Regions from separate parts of the Mus musculus genome. Here region 1 is linked to region 2. The links are chromatin contacts, called in public promoter capture Hi-C maps. All regions are on one chromosome and are shown on one strand. Each heading gives the region's core, a stretch centred on a gene start, on an enhancer-like site or on the middle of the called end of the contact. The rest is flanking DNA. Distances are from core to core; before and after follow the strand shown. Region 1 holds the start of Ankk1 (ankyrin repeat and kinase domain containing 1). Region 2 holds the start of Zw10 (zw10 kinetochore protein).

Region 1 (3,405 bases), core at 157-2,656, 370 kb before region 2:
GCTTCACTTAGCATTTGTGTATTGGCTAATGACATTGAGCATATTCTCAGGTCCTTATTTGCCATCTGTGTAGCTTCCCCAGCAAAATGAGCCCGAGTCTCTTCTCCATTTTCTAACTGGATAAATTATTTCACTTGTTAGCCATTAACTTTGAAGACATCCTTATATCTCCTAGGAACCAGCAAGACATGATTATCCAGAAGTCAGCTCACAAATATTCTCTCCCTGTGTGCACTTTATCATCTCATCATCTTCCTGTGGTCCTCCCCAGAGTGGGTGTTTTTTATAACGTTCAGTTTATTAATCTTCAATTTATGAGTCATGCTTATAGTATTTAAGTCTGTCCTCATGGGTTTTTGTTTTGTTTTGTTGTTTCTGCCTTACCCTAGGCCATAAACATTTCCTTATAGGGTCAGGTGTAATGATTGGAGGTATACCTCCAATCTCAATGCTTGGTAGACAGAGGCAAGGGGGTCATGAGTTCAAGGTCAGTCTTGTTTCCATATGAGCTCAAGATCAGTAGAACACATCTCCTCCCCTCCCCTCCCCTCTCCTTCCCTCCCTTTCCCTCCCCTCTTCTCTCCTCCCCTGCTCCTCCCTTCCCTTCTCCCCTGCTCCTCCCCCTCTCTTCTTCTCCTTTTCTCCTCACTATGGATCATCTGCCTTAGCTTCCTGAATGCATTCATTCCTTTACAGTGACCAGTCGTCCCCTCAGCATCCAAGCTGACGTTGGAGCCTGTCAGAACATGCCCAACATGCCTTCTGAAACACGTTTGCAGAGTGGAAAATGGAGACAGACTGGGGAACTTCCCTTTATGCAAATAACTTGTCCTGGTTTAAAGAAAGTCTCCATTGGCTTTCGGCTATGACAGAACTGCTGGGTCACTGTACTGACTCTAGGGCGCTCATGGGTGCTCAACCTTTGTGACCATATATACTCAGGAATGCTGACATTTTCTAGAGTTCACCCAAAGACATTGTCCTGACATGACTAAAGGAAGAACACATGCACTATAGTTGCTATAGGCAAATGCTGTCATTTGCCCCATGTTCAAGTTCTCTGTGGAGGGGTAGCAGAAAGATATGAATCAGCCTGCTCCCACTTAATATTCGACCACAATGCCAGGCCAGCCTCTCCTGCTGCGATCTGACTTCCAGCTGCAAGCACAGCTCTGGCCCTCCCTAACTCTGCTAGGCTGAGCTAGCTGGGACTGAGGAAGAAAAAGCTACCTGAGAGGGGCATGCCCTCTTCCAGGACCAGATCTTTTCCTCCCTTCTGCAGCCTCGGGCTCTGGGCTGGCTGGGTTTCCCCACCTTGGCGGAAGAAGAAGGAGGGGGGACTGCCTCACCTCATCATTCCCACCCTCCCAGACCTGAAGAGCAGGAAGCAGAGGCTCTTGGAGCCACCCAGCTCGCTGCCAGAGTAAGGTGCGGTGCAGAGGCACAGGGGAGTGTATGGTGCCACACAGAGCCAGGAGGCTTCTGAACCCCATGGCAGTCGGTCCCTTGGCGCAGCAGCTGGGCAGCCTCACCGTCTTCACGAGGGATGATTTTGAGGAAGAATGGCACCTAGTAGCCAGTGGTGGCTTCAGCAAGGTGTTCCAGGCGAGGCACAAGCGCTGGAGGACCCAGTACGCCATCAAGTGCTCCCCGTGCCTCCAGAAGGAAACCACCAGGTAGCTGATGGCCCACTTCCACAGAGCAGAGACTGAGGTAGAGCAAGTTTTTGGCCTAGGGAGCTCAGAGGAAAGGGATAAGCTGGGGTTGGGGTTGACTGTCCAGGTGCTTTTAAATGAGCCCTGCGATCTGAATTTCCTCAGAAGAGGTTCTTTCTCTCAACCTGAAATAAATAGGCAAACAATGCCTGCTTGTTGGCATCCTAAGAAGTCAACCGTGAGTAGGAATTGACTTGCAAAATTTCTTTTGTCGGCCTGGCCTCTCAACCTTACTTTGCCTCCTTCTGCATATATAATGAAGCTTGGACACCGCTCTTTACTCCATCTTTTCAGGGTAGCATTGAGCTTTCCAAAAAATGTGACACTTGGCTCAGTGACCTGTAATGTGTCACCTTCTCTTTTTCCATGCCACCAACTGTAGGCTAAAGGGGCTGCGAGGCTAGACGTTGCCCCAGTAGGAACCAACAGGAAGCTGATGCCACACTCCTGGCCTTCCATAGGGGATTAACTGAGGCAGAGCCCAGGTCACTTGCCAGTTTATGTAAGTCCTGCTGGGAAGTCAAGTCTATCACCCCATGCTATCTGTCTGCATTGGATCCTGGCTGTCAGAGTTTATGCTACAGCCTCTTCTTTGTTAGCGCCTCTGGCCTTATTGTGTGTTGTGTGTTCCTGCTAAGTGCTTCTGCTTACAGCCAGGAAGGGGACATTCTGGGATGTTAGGCCCAAGTATGACATGTCCACCACAGCACCTCTTGGGACATCAACTGGGCACACAGTGGTGCTTACTTAGATGTTATTTATTGTGTTTCCTGTGATTTGATGACACCCCCCACCCCCACCCCCACCCCCACCCCCACCCCCACCCCCATCCAAGAGAAGCTTTTGTATTAGTTCTTGTCTCTGCCTAGAGGACTCTTAGCTCTGGAATGTTAGGTTTATCCAAACCATGTAGAGTCTTTGAAATAAAGAACACAAGGAAAGCTGGTGAGCTGACTCAGCACATAAAGGCATTGGCTGCCAAGCTTGATGACCTGAGTTTGACCCCCAGGACCCGCATGGTAGAAGGAGAGAATGGGCTCCTGCAAGTTATCCTGTGACTTACACACACACACACACACACACACACACACACATGAATGGTGACACATTTGCATTCACACACACACATGCACACAAGGAAATATGTTTTTAACAAATAGCATGAGAAAGTGGATGGTGTTGACCTGCCTGTCTGTGATTGTGATAAAAACTACAGCCAGTTTTCCTTCCCTAGCTCTTAAGACTCATTGAGTATTGAGGAATTCATTGAGTGTAGCTAGTGGATGTTATTGTGGATGGCTGTCTTTGGAGCTTTATGATTATTGCTTTATTAGCTCATCCATCCATCCATCCATCCATCCATCCATCCATGCACTTGATGAAGGATAATTGCTCTTTACTATTTACTATTGCCAAACACAATAATGGCCCCTGGGAGGAAATAATGAGTGAAGCAGACATGTTACCACTCTATGGATCTTGCAGCTCAGAGGAAAGACGTTAAGCACAATCTGAGTGCACTCCTGTGACACAGGCAGGAAACAAATCGTGTGTAGTCCTCTGAGCTCTTCCTGACAAAGGTTTACCTGAGATCAGAAAACCTCCCCATGAGAAAGTTACCCTGGAGCTAAAATGTGAAGAAAGAGTGTGACTTAAGTAGGTGAGGAGAAAGTTTACATGCAATGGGACA
Region 2 (3,607 bases), core at 1,021-3,520:
AAAACAAGAGGTTATTAATATGATGCCTCCCCTAAGAAACCTAAGTTTACCCGATACAACAATCTCTGCTTACCTCAGTCTCTATCCTGGATTTCAGCTGGTCGATGTCGTTAGATAGAGTGTCCACCTGGGTAACTAGGGCCTGCGCACTCTGCATGGTAGGCAGGAACTCACTGTACTTCTTGCTGATCATATTGCATACTTCACCCTAGAATACAAGACAGGAAGTGCATGACGATGAAATGAATCAGGAACCTCATTAAAATACACAGCCTCTTCCAATGTTACAACTTTATCAAGTTACCCACAGCCATGGGTTTCCTTTAAAAACATTCCATTCATCTGTAAAATGTAGGAAGCCAATTCCCAACCCCCAAGGATGGGCAAGATCTTGTACAGAACAGACTCCGGAAATGAGAAAGATGGAGTCAAACATTTCACAGTAAACTGTATCATACTTTGTCCACAAATTTTAATCATCTACCTAATTACACATAGAAATACATAATTTATATAGCTTAATTTACTAATTTCCATCTTCTGGGTTACAAAATTTTCATTTTAAAACTTCTCAAATGATAAGAGGGCTAGGGAGATGCCTCCAATGGTAAAGGTGCTTGCCACCAAGCTTGATGACCGAAGTTCAACTCCCGGGACCCACACTGTAAAACCAAAGAACTGACTCCCACAAGCTGTCCTCTGACCTCCACACCCACACTACCACACACATGCGCCCACAGACATACACACATGAATAAAATAAATTTTTATAAAGGATTGAGTCTTGTTATCTCCCTTAATTCAAAGCAACTTAATATCTTCTTGAACACGCTGCACGATGTAAATTATGCTTGCCCATAAACTAATTCCTTTTATGTAGGAAAGATACTATTCTCCAAACTGGCCAAAAAACGGGGCTGAAGTGTAATACTTCAGCAGTTACAAAGCATCCCAGTACAAAAGAGAAGACTCAGGAGAAAAGTCAGGCATTTGTTTTATGCAGGAGGCTACAACTGAGATGGAAGAGGTGTGTGTGTGTGTATGTGTGTGTGTGTGTGTGTGTGTAGAAATACATTTAAAGTGGTAAAAAGCTGGAGGTGCAAGGACTATGCCTGCTTGAGGCACAGAAAGTAGTTCTCAGTTGACTGAAGATTCAAACTTATGTATGAAACAAATACTAGTGCAATGTCCTCATCCTAGATCATTAAAAAACAAAAAACCGTAAGCCACACTACAGAAATGCCAGTGGCATGAATACATAAAATTAAGAACTCTAACATCAAAAATTGTTAGGAGCGGGTGGGATGGTGGAGACCTTCCATTTCAGCACTCGGGAGGCAGAGGCAGGCGAATTTCTGTGAGTTCGACACCAGCCAGTTCTACAAAGCTTGAATCCAGGACAACGAGGGCTATTACACGGAGAAACCCTGTCTAGGAAAAAAAAAAGAAAAGAAAAGAAAGAAAGAAAAAAAGAAGAAGAAGAAAGTTGTTAGGTAGCGCCTACCAAGTCCAGACTTAGTGAGGTACACGTCATTTTCAAAGAAAGCCACTGAAGACCTGGCTTGCCAGGTAGCACTAATACGAAGTAAAACTATGGCTGTGAGTTGCATATTCATGCCGGTACCAGCTCATCAGCCCTCAGCATGCCTCAAGTTCCGTGCGTGAAGTAATACTTTTATAAACATATTCAACCAGTTAAAAGAAAATCCGAGGAGAACGACGCGACTTTCCTAGAATTATTACATCCATCCATAAATGAAGGAGTGGGTAGAGATGACAGATAGGGCGGCTGTCCTGTCCTAAGTGGACATCCGGGCTTCCAGTCCCACCTCCGGCTCCGCAGGTTTCTTCAGTCTTCTCCATCAGCGGCTCACTTTTGCCCAACTTGGCCCCACTCCCCACCACTAAACAGCCACGGCCTTTCCTCCTCACAATCCCAGGCCCTGGTCTCCAACCGCTCTGCGGCCGTGCTCCAAACAGCCCCCCAACACTTCTGAGCCTCCAACTCAGGAGGCTCCGCACCCGGCTCTCCCCAGCGGCAGCAGCCTGTGGCCCGCCCTCACCTTGATCTCCTCCACCCGCCGGGTCAGGCGGCTGATCCTGGTGCCCAGATCCTCCTTCTCCAGGCTCCCCGAGTGGGCCAAGACTTCTGTCACGAAAGAGGCCATCGCCACGAAGCGTACCCACACAAACAGGATAGGTCAACCCCGCTGCCAGCGCCGCAGCTCCGGTCCCGCCAGCGGCCTCACCGCAGGGCCTGCCGGGAAACTGAGTTCTACGGGGTCCGGCGCTCGCGCACAGGAGAGGGTCACACTACAGTTCCCAGGAGGCCTCGCGCCGTCAGGCGTCCGCTGTTTCAGTGGCGTCTAGAAGGCACCAAAGTGCGCAGGCGTCATCTGCTCCCTACAGGTTTTCAAACGCCAGTCTGTTCCCGCCGGTTTTTTTCTTCTTGTATTTTGGGTAGGGTTGGGTTGGTTTCGCTAGAAACTGCGGAATGTTTCAGGTAATAATCCTTTATGGCCCTCCCTATACTCAGTAATCTCAGGTTTTCCTGTGAGATTATCTAGCTCGATACTTACAGAATCATCTCGATCTTTTTTGTTATTCATTCATTGGGCTCAGCAGCTAAGTCTACCCGAATTTTGCCCTCTGGAATTGTGCGAGAGAGTGACATAAGTGAAAGGATCCCCACAATTGCACCTTTCTAATAGTGTTTGTTAATAGTGCCTCATATTAAGTATATTGATACATGGATATGGTACAAATTTATACTTAGTGTAACGGTCCTGTAAGTGCTACAGACATTCTTTTATAAAACCTTCTTTCTAAGATACGTATGAATGTTTTGGCTGTGTCCATGGAAGTCAGAAGCAGGCAAGTAAGTCCAGTCCCTGAAACTGGACTTACAGATGACATGAGCCACCATGTGGATGCTGGGAATTGAGTCCTGGTCCTGAGTAAGGGCAACGAGTGCTTCTAGCCACCGGGCAATCCCCTAGAACAAGATTCTTATCACTTCCTATCAGAGATTACAAATAAATTTCACCAAAGGCTTTTTATCGTTGTTTAATTTTAAAGTTTTCAGTGATTTTTTTGGCTCTGTTTTGAGACGTGGTTTCTGTAGCCCTGGAAGGCATCAAATTCATAGCTATCTTCCTGCCTCAGCCTCCTGTATACAGGAATTATACACTTATTCCACTATGTCCAGCTAGCCATAGCTTTTTAGAACTATTTCATTGTTGAAGGTCAAAAGAGTGTTCCGCGAAGATGAGATCACTCGTTCACTTTGCAAAACAGGCTGACCTGAAAGACAGCCACTGGGCATTATTACCAACGTGACACTCTTTGTAGGAGAGGGATGCGTGCTGTAAGAGCATCCTTGTCCCCTTTATACACTTTTTGTTACTTGACCAGCAGAGCAAGCAAGTGTTTTACATAGCCAAATGGAATGCCATTAGTGCAGCAATACCATAAAGTATAAAATTAACAGAGACAAGGGTGCAGATACAGGTAATTCAATCAGTAGGGATTTAGAACAGATGTTATCTGTCTCCAGCATCCTTCCTGGAGCAGGCAATAAAACCAATAAACAAGATGTTTATTATAC

The links. Promoter capture Hi-C pulls out the DNA fragments that hold promoters and counts their contacts.
Region 1: a contact with region 2 is called in a promoter capture Hi-C map of stem cell-derived epiblast-like cells, with 2.0 times the contacts expected there. The contact joins the promoter of Ankk1 here to the promoter of Zw10 in region 2. A contact is called at or near these places in 2 of 39 promoter capture datasets (the 3T3-L1 cell line and stem cell-derived epiblast-like cells), 1 of 115 datasets of contacts at active chromatin or transcription factors (embryonic basal ganglia) and 1 of 9 other capture datasets (pancreatic islet).

What each region holds. Positions count from the first base shown.
Region 1 is chr9:49,425,042-49,428,446 of GRCm38.p6, reverse strand. Ankk1 (ankyrin repeat and kinase domain containing 1) reads left to right here and starts at 1,406. Exons shown (of 8, transcript NM_001376951.1): 1 at 1,406-1,676. The coding sequence starts at 1,456.
Region 2 is chr9:49,054,244-49,057,850 of GRCm38.p6, reverse strand. It overlaps Zw10 (zw10 kinetochore protein), which reads right to left and starts at 2,270. Exons shown (of 16, transcript NM_012039.2): 1 at 2,064-2,270; 2 at 74-208. The coding sequence starts at 2,168.